Linked DNA regions of Mus musculus: region 1 is linked to region 2. The links are chromatin contacts, called in public Hi-C maps. All regions are on one chromosome and are shown on one strand. Each heading gives the region's core, a stretch centred on a gene start, on an enhancer-like site or on the middle of the called end of the contact. The rest is flanking DNA. Distances are from core to core; before and after follow the strand shown. Region 1 holds the start of Tmem129 (transmembrane protein 129). Region 2 holds the start of Snx17 (sorting nexin 17).

Evidence for each region. Hi-C and Micro-C count contacts between places; a contact is called where the count stands out from the background.
Region 1: a contact with region 2 is called in a Hi-C map of neutrophils, with 8 times the contacts expected there. The contact joins the promoter of Tmem129 here to the promoter of Snx17 in region 2. A contact is called at or near these places in 6 of 39 promoter capture datasets (the C10 cell line, hippocampal neurons, liver and 2 more), 13 of 484 Hi-C or Micro-C datasets (CD4 T cells, CD8 T cells, LSK cells and 8 more), 12 of 115 datasets of contacts at active chromatin or transcription factors (Th17 cells, astrocytes, cardiomyocytes and 7 more) and 3 of 9 other capture datasets (adipose tissue, liver and macrophages).

The regions. Positions count from the first base shown.
Region 1 is chr5:33,654,559-33,660,483 of GRCm38.p6, forward strand. Tmem129 (transmembrane protein 129) reads right to left here and starts at 3,419. Exons shown (of 4, transcript NM_026698.3): 1 at 3,065-3,419; 2 at 765-1,239; 3 at 155-314; 4 at 1-56. The coding sequence starts at 3,269. It overlaps Tacc3 (transforming, acidic coiled-coil containing protein 3), which reads left to right and starts at 3,570. Exons shown (of 15, transcript NM_001040435.3): 1 at 3,570-4,169.
Region 2 is chr5:31,190,178-31,195,684 of GRCm38.p6, forward strand. Snx17 (sorting nexin 17) reads left to right here and starts at 3,127. Exons shown (of 15, transcript NM_153680.2): 1 at 3,127-3,288; 2 at 3,692-3,766; 3 at 4,619-4,736; 4 at 5,238-5,302. The coding sequence starts at 3,226. It overlaps Eif2b4 (eukaryotic translation initiation factor 2B, subunit 4 delta), which reads right to left and starts at 2,962. Exons shown (of 13, transcript NM_010122.2): 1 at 2,816-2,962; 2 at 2,405-2,448; 3 at 1,976-2,111; 4 at 1,364-1,570; 5 at 1,188-1,270; 6 at 972-1,063; 7 at 660-774; 8 at 405-481; 9 at 182-284. The coding sequence starts at 2,846.

The sequences.
Region 1 (5,925 bases), core at 2,169-4,668, 2.5 Mb after region 2:
TTCACCAACTTCACGCTGGCCCGTGTTTGCATGCAGCCTATACAGGGCTCCAGCTCCTACCGAGAGGCAGTTGAAAGAAAAGGGGTTACAGAAAGGCCTACAGGATGGTCCTGGGAGGAGTTCCACCCACTCTCCCACCCGGGCCAGCCCCCACCTGGTTGCTGGGTACTGAATAGGCTGGGTTGACCTCCACATGGGAAGCAAATGTTTCTAGGAAGAGGTCCCCCAGGCTCTGGCGGATGACCACATTGGCTGCACTTCGGATTGGGGCGTGGAGCTTCTCACATAGTTCGCCATATTCTGATGAATTCAGCCTGCAAGAACCATGGCTTGATGAACTGAGACCATCTGCCCTTGGGTCCACAACCTAAAGTCATTCAGAACCAAAAGCGGGCAGGGCCAGGAAAAACAAGCCACCTCGGTGAAGGCATAGCTACTAAAGATGGATGTGAAGGCAAAATCCAGAGTCACTGGTCACGAATCCCCAGCAGGATGGACAGGAAGAGTCTGGAGCTAAAGTGCCACCAAACTACATTCCTAGGCCATCACAAGAAGGTATAGGGACAGCTCAATGACAGAGCAGAAAGAGCGACAAAAAGAAAGCAGAAGGCAAAAAAAAAAAAAAAAAAAAAACCAAACTTGAAGGAGGATGACACTAAAGGGGTCAATTGACCAATGTCATATAGGCCCCAGCAGTGCCTTAGTCTTCCTCTACCTTTAACACCTCCTAAGAAGTACATGATCCACAACCACCATGTACTTACCGAATATCAAAGGGCTGTGTGCCAGGGCTGGTGCTTGCCACACGTATAGTAAGAAGCTGCACAGGTAGGTTTGAGTCTGGCGAGAGATCATGCTGCCGTGACTCTGTCACAGTCAAGTGAACATCCTGTTGCTGAGCCACATGTACACGGTATGTGGTCACCTTCATTACCCATGTGTCTGTCACAATCACTCGGGCACCAGGTGCCCCTGTAGCAAACTTGTCAATCCGTCGGAACTCTGTGTTGATGGAAGAAGCGACAGCCTGCCAACCAGACTGTGGAAGGGCATAGAGGGCCAGGGTTTGGGCCAGTGGGTGTCGGGTCCACCTATCCCAGGACCAGTAGTAGATCAGGGTACAGGAGAGAAGGGGAAGGGTCACAGCCAGGAGAAGGAAGAGTTGCCAGGCTTCTGGGGCCTGACCTGGGGAGTAGAGCTGCTTTTCTGAGGCTGCAAAGCACATGCCCATGTAGTAGCCTGCAGAAGAAAAGACATCTCAGGGGAAGACCTGGATGCTGGGGGCTCTCCTCCTCCCATGGTAACCCATCTGAACACCACAGCGCTCTCCCTGTGCTTGGGGAAGGGAAGAGCTATTTCCTTTCTGTTGCCAGCCCTGAGCCTTGTCTTGGTAACCTAGGGCATGATTAGCTCCCAGGACACGTTGCTTTTACCCCTTCACCTCCACAGCAGGCCTGCCTCAGCTCTTAGCCAGAGCAATGGTACCTCATATTAGAGGAAAGTATTTGCAATTTACTACTATAACTTCACAGACAAAGCCAAGTAGAAATCAAATAAAATCAAAGCTGCTGGTTAGTGGTGATTCATGCTTTCTATCCCAGCACTCAGGAGGCAGAGGCAGGTGGATCTGAGGCCAGCCTCATCTACTGATCTAGTTCTGGGACAGCCATGGATACACAAAGAAAAACAAACAAATAAACAAAAATTTCCTAGAAAACCAAAAGGAAACGACTTTACATAAACTGACCACTGGCCTACTTGAGACAGTTCTTTGGGCTGTATCTTGGTATCTCAATTTTGCCTCCTCTGAGGAGGCAGAGCCAACATAGCCCATCTCAAAGCTGGGACACTGAACAAGAAAATGAGCAAGTACCCAGTGATAGGGCACCTTGCTAGAACAGAGAAACCAGTTTCAGAGCCCTGTTAACCCAACAGGGAGCAACTTGAACATCAAAATGATCTGCAGATGGTAAGGTACTGTTTGAGCAGGCTCCAATCTGCAAAAAACAATAGTAACTGTTTACTTCTAGCCAATTCACTACATGTTAAAATAACTTGTTATGTAGCAACAGAAGACAGCTCCACCGTCTGTCTGCTCTCAATATGACCTCCCTGAGTGACTTGTGCTTATTAACTTTGGGTTCCTTGTTCTGGTATGGGAGTGCCCACTGGACAGCCCTTGGTCAGGAGTCCTGCCTTAGAGCCCCACACTCTTGATATGCCTTGCAGTGTACTAACTAGGTCTCCAAACCAAACTACATGACCATGCCAACTCCATCTCCAGTTCTCCAAAGGAGTCCTCTCCACCCTCCTTCTTCTCAAAACAGATCTGAGTGTTTCTATTACCACACCTGCCTCTGCCTCTCTGGAGCCTAAGCAGCTGCTTCACACCAATCATTCCTGTGCCCAGAGCTGCAAGTATGACAGACAAGCAGACATGTGTTCTCCCAGATCTATCTTTCCCTGTCCCTGTAGCTTCCAAAGGTCTCCTTCATCTGGATCCCAGACTTCAATCACTGCTATATTCCAGCAGTTTCCCCAACCTTTCCTCCAATCAGCCAACAGATGGGCCTCTCCGAGGTCCCACTAGCACTTGGGGCACCACATACCATGGCCTTGGACAGGGCCATAGACCTAGCCCGGCAAAGGAAACGCTCCATTAACATTCCCAACCTTGACCGTCTTCATCTCTGCCTGCTCTTCTTACACCCACCTTCCCCTGGGATCTCTCCAACCCCTGTTGTAATGAAATCAACAGGAGCTCTTTCCTATAGAAATCGTCCAACATAGCAAGCAGGCTGAACGATTCTGCACTCCAGCCGCAGTGATGTCAAAGACTGGAGCTTAGCCCCACCCGAGCACCACTCGCAGGACAGCGCCAGGGCCGCCGCCTCCCAACTGGAAGAGCGTATGGTGCTCTAGAGCGCTCAGCTCACAGCCAGGGCTGCAGAGATCCCGCTTGCTTGTTCATGATCTTGACCGGCTTCTGCTCCAGTTCCTCACCCTTGGAGTCTCCAAGCGCCCGGTTAAGCGCCAACCACCGGCCGGCACACAGGAGGCTCACCTAACGGCAGCAGTGAGTGACACAGTAGTGTGGCGGAAGTGCGGCGAAGGTGGTAAGGTACGAAGGCGGCGTCCTCGCTGCCCAGCCAGCCCGACAACAGATTCTGCACTGTGAGCCCGGCCGAGTAGAACTCGTTGGGCGTGAACACGAAGCACACTGCGAAGACCAGGTAGGCCAACGTGAAGGTCACCTCAGGGCTGTCCATCCCGCCACCGCTCACTGGGCCGTGCAGAGGCAGGAGAGTCCAGTTCTGGACAGTTGGTTTGTTGCCGCAGCCACCGCCGTCAGATCGCCCGCGGGGCACTCTGGGAAACGGAGTCCAAGTCCGGCTACTGGCGGGGCATCCTGCGAATCTGAGCGCCTCCTGTCCAGGCACCCGCAAAGCATTCTAGGAAATGGAGTCCCCTCCTCAGGCTGCCCGCGGGGCACTGTGGGAGACAATTTCCCTGTTGGGTTGACCCGAAGGGCACCCTGGGAGTCAGAGTCTCGCGAGGCCGCCCCCGGCATTCTGAGTGGGGAGTTCTCGGACCCTACGCTGACCCACAAGCTGTGAGCCGCCCAGACACCCCCCGTAAGGGTTCAACTTCTCCCTTACAAACAGCTCGGAGGAGACACTGCAACTGGGTCCATTTAACAGCTGAGAAAAACCGAGCCAGGGCGAACTGGTTTCCAACCGCATTCGCGGCCGACCATGAGATTTTCTGGGCCATGATGGCTCTCACAGTCACTGGCTACCAACAAGCCCTCTCGGCCCCCGATGCTAGACCACAGTTCCCATACGCCCCAACGCTCCCACTGTGCCCTCAGTCCCGGAAGCGGAACTCCCTGCGCAAGAAGGGCGGGACCAGTATGGCTTGCAATTGGCCACAGGTGGCTCTACGGAAGCCTCTTCTCCAACGCGCTGATTGGCTGTGGAACGCCAACTTTCGGTATTTGAATCTGGGGCGGGCGTAGCGGACGACGTTCCGGGACTGCGAGAGCGGACCTTGTTGGGGTTCCTTCGGCTGGGTTTCTCCTGCTCCGTTTTCTTAGCGCGAAGCGGGCACGGCGCTCCTCCCTTGCGGTGGGCGTCCGCGCGGGCCCAGGGCTTGGCAACCGTAGTCAGGTAAGGGAAACGGCGATTTTTTATTTCCCTCGGGCGCAGGGTGGGGATCAGCCCCACGGAACTTGATTCCTGCGAGCTGAGTTACCGTTCCTGTCTTCCGCAGCTTCGCTCTCTCCCTTTGTTGAGGACCCACCCCTCACTCCAGCCTCCTCTGTTCTAAACTCAGGGGATGCACCTAGCCTCCTAGGCAGGACAGGAACCTGCCCGTGGGCTGGGCTTTGCAGGCCGGCCTGCCAGTGATCTCGGTCTGACCCAGTTGATGGCCTCCAAAGAGGCCGTGCTGGTTCCTGTTCTGGTCGAGCGTGTCGTGTAGGAGAATCGCGTCTCAGAGCCAGGGACATCCGTCGCCCCAAGTCTCTTACTCCATCTTTTCTGCGAAACTATTCTGTCTGTCGTCTGTCTTCCTGAACCCAGGGATATTTCTTGTTCCTGGGTCTGTGCCTCTAAGTCCTCCTTCCGTACAGCCTGACCACAACTTCAAAATAAATGGCTTCTCTTGGAAACGCTTTCTTTCCAACTCCAGATGGTCCTGATAAGTTTCCCTTCTCTATTGCATCCTTCTCTGAACAGAGTCCTTTAAGGCTAAGGCCTTTTTCCTCAACTTTAGCTACCAGAATGACCTCATGCCTATACCTATACAATTTGGTTCAGCAATGCATATTTCCAGTCATGATCGCTTGATTGTACACTTCTGTCCATGCACTGTTCGAGGTGGGAGATGTTTCTTTCTCCTTCAACCTTCAAACTTCACCTCAGAGACCATCAGTCAACTTGAGCTTTATCATCTCCCATAGGTGATTTGACCCCATACTTGTTCTCAGAAGGACAGGTGCAGCAGCAGCAACAAAACTTCCTATGTTCCCTGCCCCACCCCTAGTCACTCCTGCACCATGAAGACATCAGAACAAGAGGAAAGGCCCCTTGTGGGTGGGACCATCTCTGGGCTGGTAGTCTTGGGTTCTATAAGAGAGCAGGCTGAGCAAGCCAGGGGAAGCAAGCCAGTAATGAACACTTTCCCCCTTTCCCCCTTGATCACTAATTGAGAAAATGCCTTACAGTTGGATCTCATGGAGGTATTTCCTCAACTGAAGCTCCTTTGTCTGTGATAACTCCAGCTGTGTCAAGTTGACACAAAACTAGCCAGTACAGGTTCTGATGTCTTCTTGGTGCAGGAGTGACTAGAGGTGGGGCAGGGAACATAGGGAAGTTTTGTTGCTGCTGTTGCACCATGGCCTCTGCATCAGCTCCTGCTTTCTGACCTGCTTGAGTTCCAGTCCTGACTTCCTTGGTGATGAACAGCAGTATGAAAGTGTAAGCCGAATAAACCCTTTCCTCCCCAACTTGCTTCTTGGTCATGATGTTTGTGCAGGAATAGAAACCCTGACTAAGACAGAACCCAAATCTGGCTTGTCAATTTTTGTCTCCAGGAACTCCCTCCAGGAGCTGGGGACATGGCTCAGACAGTATTGTGCTTGACAAATGAGCATGAGGACTTGACGTCAGATCCTCAGCACCCACCTAAATTGTGTGGTGTGGCTGCACCCATTTGTAATCCTAGCACTGGGAAGGCAGACTGGAGGATCCCTGGAGCTCCCTGGCCAGATTGTCTTGCTGAATTGGTGAGCTCCTGGGTCAGTTAGTCTAACAAGGTGGAGAACAATTGAAGAAAACACCTCCTGTCAACCTTTGACCTCCCCTTCACACACACCTCCAACCCTCATCCCATCCGAAGCAAAAGCTGAACCGATTGTTCTGC
Region 2 (5,507 bases), core at 1,877-4,376:
TCTTGTGCCATTTACTTGTATAAGTATACATAACAATGGGTCTGCGTGCAAGTGCCTAAGTGCTCCCCTAAGCCTGACTAGGCCCTGTGGCATGTCTACACACATCTTCTGGGAGGTCAGAAGATGCTGCTTATCCTAACCACAGGTACATGCCTCTCCCGCCCCCAGAATCCTCCATCACCTCCTCTTCCCGCTTGGAGCTGCTCATGCCAGTGACTTCCTTGGTTAGGAACTTGATGGCGTTGCACATACTTGCCGACATGGGGCGGCACTGCGTCAGGAAGCTGCAACAACAATAACCTCAGGTTTGTGCAACTGGTTAGGACTTAAAGAGAGAGAAGAGCATGATCAAAGTCGAGAGGGGCATCAGTAAGGTGCAAATGGACCTGCACGGCTGTGCTCACCTGATGTAGGGTTTTAGTTTATTTACAAGATCCCTGGAGAGTTCCTCACTGGGAGGTGTTGTGTAATCCTGAATCACCTAGAGAATACAAAACACCCCTTAAGGAAGATCTCTACTATGGGACAGGGGTAAGCTTCACTAGGGAAGTAAGTGTTCAGATTGTGAGAGTCATTGCTTCTTTGTCCCAGAGAGGACCATCATGCTGGGGCAGTCTTAGGGAATGGGGCAGGGTCATGGAGAATAGAACTGGACGTACCTGCTGCAGGGCGTGAAGCAGTGCGATGCACCGGGCATTGGAGCCACTGATGAGGCCCTGGGAGTACTGCAGACCGAGTCTCACCATGGCTGGGTGGATCACAGAGGATGGGATGCTGATGGGATGGCGGTGTCACATACTTTTTAAGGGAACTTGAGTACCTCTTGGCCCCTGCCCCTCATGAGAAGGGGCTTCCCCATTTCCTGTAGTTTTGCCTTGAGTTTGCACCCCACCCACCCACACATCCCATCTCACAGTTCCAGTCACTTTTAACACTGAGTTCCTCAATCTCCTCCGACTTAAAGGTCCTACCTCATGTACTGGGTCAAGGAGCTTTGTCTGCTGTACTGAGGCAGGTGGGAGAAGAGACTGACTTTGGATCCGTAATCCTTTCGTGTAGGAACCTCCATGAAACAAAGAGACATCATCAAACGGGACTGGGTGGGCTATTTGATCCCAATACTCCGTGCTTTTCCAGATCTTTTCTTTGCCCAGGGCAATTCTCCAGGTACCAAACCCACTTCCTACCTGTTGTCGATCTGGCTTTCTAAGGAGCCTCCTCAGAAGTGTGGGGTCATCAGCTGGGGTGTGCTCGGGGACACGCTTCACTCCTAAAAGTTAGGGAGATGCTTTCAAGACTCTATACATCTCGAAACGGGAGCGTTTGGGTAAGTGGAGTGTGAGAATGAAGAGGAGAGAGATACCTGAGGTGGTTTCTCCAGCAGTGCTGGGGCAGGCCTGAGGAGGGACGCCTCCTTGTTCCCCTTTTCTTGCCTGTTTCAGGGCCCGCTCTGCCTCCTGCTTGGCTCTCCTTTCGGCGCGAAGTTCTGCCTTACTCCGGCCAGCTGGAAGTTTCTCCCCAGCAGTACCTCCCAGCTGACTACCAGGTCCTGGGAGTTCTCTGATTGGGTCTATGAAATACAGAGGGAAGAGGTGCCTGGGCTCTAGGACGGTGATCTCTTTGCCCCAACCAAAGTTTCCCTTTTATCTATTTTTTTTCCCTTTCTTGACTGAGGCTGGAATTCATCAGAGATCCACCTGTCTTTGCTTTGGCCTTAGTTTCCCTTTTACCTTATCTAAGTTTTTTTTTTTTTCCTTTTTTGACTGAGGCTGGAATTCATCAGAGATCCACCTGCCTTTGCTTTGGCCTTAGTGCTGGGGTTAAAGGTGTGCTGTAAGCCACCACCAGCCAGCACCATCAGGCTCTGCCTTCCAAGTAACCGCTTTTGTACTTGCTCAAACCAACTTTGTTCTATCTCCCTTTGCAAATCCCTCATCCAGCATCCTACCCCCGGCCGTTTAAAGCGTCCCCGCACCTTGCCGTTGAGCTGCAGACACAGCAGAGCCAATTTCTTGGTCTGCCCCCTTTTCCTCCTTCCGTTTCTTCTTCTGCTGTTTCTTTTCTTTTCGAAGCTGAAGCTTCTCTTCTTGGGTCAACTCCCGCCCTGCTGCCTGAGACACAGACACGGGAACTGCTCTACCCCAGGCCATTCCAAAGGTTTATCAAGATGCTTACTAGATTCCCCCAAGGTTAAGTTCCTAACACTCTCTGACTTCTGTTACAAGTCTACGTAAGTAAGGAGAGAAACTTCTTCAGTCATAGTCACACACCGTTAAGCTCTGTAAAATCTCCCAGTTCTACTAAGAGATGAACTGAAAAGGATGGGAGATGGGGCCAAATGAAGGTGACACAGCTTTCTGTGTAGCTCTTGACAGGCGACTTAGGAGGTCTCTCCCTCACTTACCCCGGGCCGAGGAGAAAGTTCAGTCTTCATCTCGGATCTCGATTCTGCATCAGAAAACAGGGCACAGAGTGAGCCAGACAGGCTCCGGGAGGACTTGGGGAGACTCGTCGGCGCAGCTGGCTGCTGGGTTGGCATGACCACAGCTCGGCTGCCGGGCGCGAGGCGCTCTGGGATCCGCGTGGGGACGCACTGCGCGGCAGGATCAAAGGACAGGCGTGGGAGGAAAAGGGTCAGTCACCCTTCTGGGAACAGCCGGCAAGCAGCACCCTGCTGCGCCCTAGATCTTGTAAACCAGAGTCCCGCGACGTGCAGAAACCCGGCGGCAAGGCCCAAAGGCGCTCCGGACCCCGCATCAGCGATCCAGTGTTCATCTGCTCTTCTACCACTTGGTGCATCTAGCCCTTCACTCACCTTCGCGAACAGCCACCGCCACCGCAGCCATGACTGTGGGTCCTAGGCTCCTCCCGCCGAGGTCACTCACACTACAGCGCCACCTGGGCTGCTGGCTCCCCTGATGCCTCCCGCGGAGTCAGTCCCCAGCGGACTACAACTTCCGGCGTGCACTGGGTCCCGCCCAGGACTACGGGTCGCGGTGAGGACCAAAGGATGTTGGGTTCCCAATTAGGAGCGTCTCCGGCGCTCGACTACAGCTCCCAGCATGCCGAGGTTGCTGCTCGCAGAGCCGTCATCCTACAGCCTTCCCACCTCGGAGTTCAGGCCCACCAAAATGGCGAGCTGGGCTGCGGAGACGCGCTGAGTGGCAGAGGCAAGCGAGCAGAGGCGCTGCGAACCTGGTAGTACGGAGCTCTGCCTTAGGGAACATGCACTTTTCCATTCCTGAAACGGAGTCCCGCAGTGGGGACAGCGGCGGCTCCGCCTACGTGGTGAGGAGGTGCTAGAAGCTGGGCCAGGGCGGGGATAACGGGCCGGAGCTCTCGGAGCGGCCTCCAGCCTTCGAACCTCACTGGAAGCCATCTCATGTCTCAGTTTCGTACTTAAGCCACCCCAAGCTCCAATAGGTTCTTCTTTCCCCGGCCAGGCCGCGACTGCTCTGGCGGTGGGCACTATTGTCATCTCCGGGAGGGATACTGCCGCACAAGCGCCCGAGTGTCCTCGGGACTGGGCCTTCTGCTTGAAACCCGGCCCTGGGGGAAAAACAGGCTAAATCCCGGGAAGTCTCGGAGCGTTGCGCAGACGGATATGTCAGGCAACTTCCGGACAGGTTTCTGGGGCAAGAGGTGGTTTGCACGTCGATCCTGAGATGTTTGCCTGCTTTTGTGTCCTCAGGCCTATAACATTCACGTGAATGGAGTCCTGCACTGTCGGGTGCGCTACAGCCAGCTTCTGGGGCTGCACGAGCAGGTGGGACTAACAACCCTGTCTAGATGCAGCTTCAAGCCCTTCCATACCCACGGACATTAATCCCCTTTCATTACATCACCCTATAATCACTGCTACAGTGGAAGGTGGACTTTGTTAGCGTGACATTTCCGGAAACTCTCTGAGCGGCTTGTCTCTCACAGTTCCTGTACTTCCCTATACTCACACATCCTTCCTTCTCTGAGCTGTCTCCTTTTTCATCCTTTGCCCCTGCATGGAAAAACTGAACCCTGTTAGTCAAAGCACATTCCTTCTGGCACCTAAACTATAACTTGGGAATTCATTCCCCGGATTAATACAAACCATTCGCTGCTTTCCTTGTGTGTTCTTGGTCCCATCAGTGTATAAGATGTCCAAATGTTTCCCCCCTCACCAGATAGTGAGCTCTGTATAGATAGTGAATCTCTAGAGAGCCCTGTTTCTACTAGATGTCAGTCCTGAGCAAGTTAATTTCTTCCCGCCTCAGTTTCTCCAGATAAAAAGTAGATTCTTGGATCAGCAAAGTCCCTTCAACACACTTGAGTATGCTATGACTTTATTATCTGTGCACATAAGTGTTCCCTATAAATGTTCTCTACTGAGCAGTCTTGCTATGTAAATCAAAGGGCTCCTGGACCCAGGACCCCATGAAAAATCACCCTATAATGTCTTCACATGAACACATACAAGAATTTATACCTAAGATCTTTGGGGGTCCTGACTCTGCCAAAGTCATCTTTTGTCACACGTCTTTTAAAGAGTTGTTAGAAGAACCCAGGAGGACTTGGGTGAGTCTTAGTTGTCACCACTCAGTTCCTGTGTTATGTGAAGAATTGTATCTCTTTCTCGCCATAGCTTCGGAAGGAGTATGGGGCCAACGTGGTTCCTGCATTCCCCCCAAAGAAGCTGTTCTCTTTGACCCCTGCAGAGGTGGAGCAGAGGAGAGAGCAGTTGGAGAAGTACATGCAAGCTGGTGAGTGCACGGGTAAACTCTAGGCTGCTGTGAGCGCACGGGGAGAGATTGAAGTCAGGTGGCTCTGTCAAACGCCCCATCTTAATGGTTAGATTTAGGAAGTCTCTGGTCTGATGTTACTTAACCAGCAAAGCGAATAGCCATCACGGACTTTAAACTTTCCATATTAGTAAAGAAATGTGGAAACTTATCTCTGTGAGAAATACTAGTACAATAGTAGAATTACGAGGAATTTGTGGGGAGAACTTTGTATCTCATGTGCTTCAGATTAACATCATTGTTATTTCCCTAGTTCTGTAGACTGGACTCAACTAGATGGCAGCCAAGGGTGGGGCAGGTGAAGAATTTATGCAAACAGTGTGTGAGGTGAGGCCAGCTGGGGGTGTGGCAGGCCACCGTCAGCCCAGGAAATGGGGTTGGGGGACCTACTAAGAGGACTTGGGCGGGGGAAGCCTACAGTGAGTCTTAAGTTACTAGAATATTGTTCTCTTGACTCCACAGTTCGGCAAGACCCATTGCTTGGGAGCAGTGAGACTTTTAATAGCTTTCTACGTCGGGCCCAACAGGTAAGGCTTTGGGTAGAACCCATATTTAAGAGAGGGACCTGATGGGGGATCATGTCATTTTAATTACACGGGTATTTCCTGGCACCTTTTTTTTTTTTTTTTTTTTTTTAATGGAACAAACCTTCTACTGTACCGCTGAAGTCAAGAAAAGGCCAGCCTTTATTTAAGGATGATACCGGAGGGAGTTTGGAAAATGGGATGCATC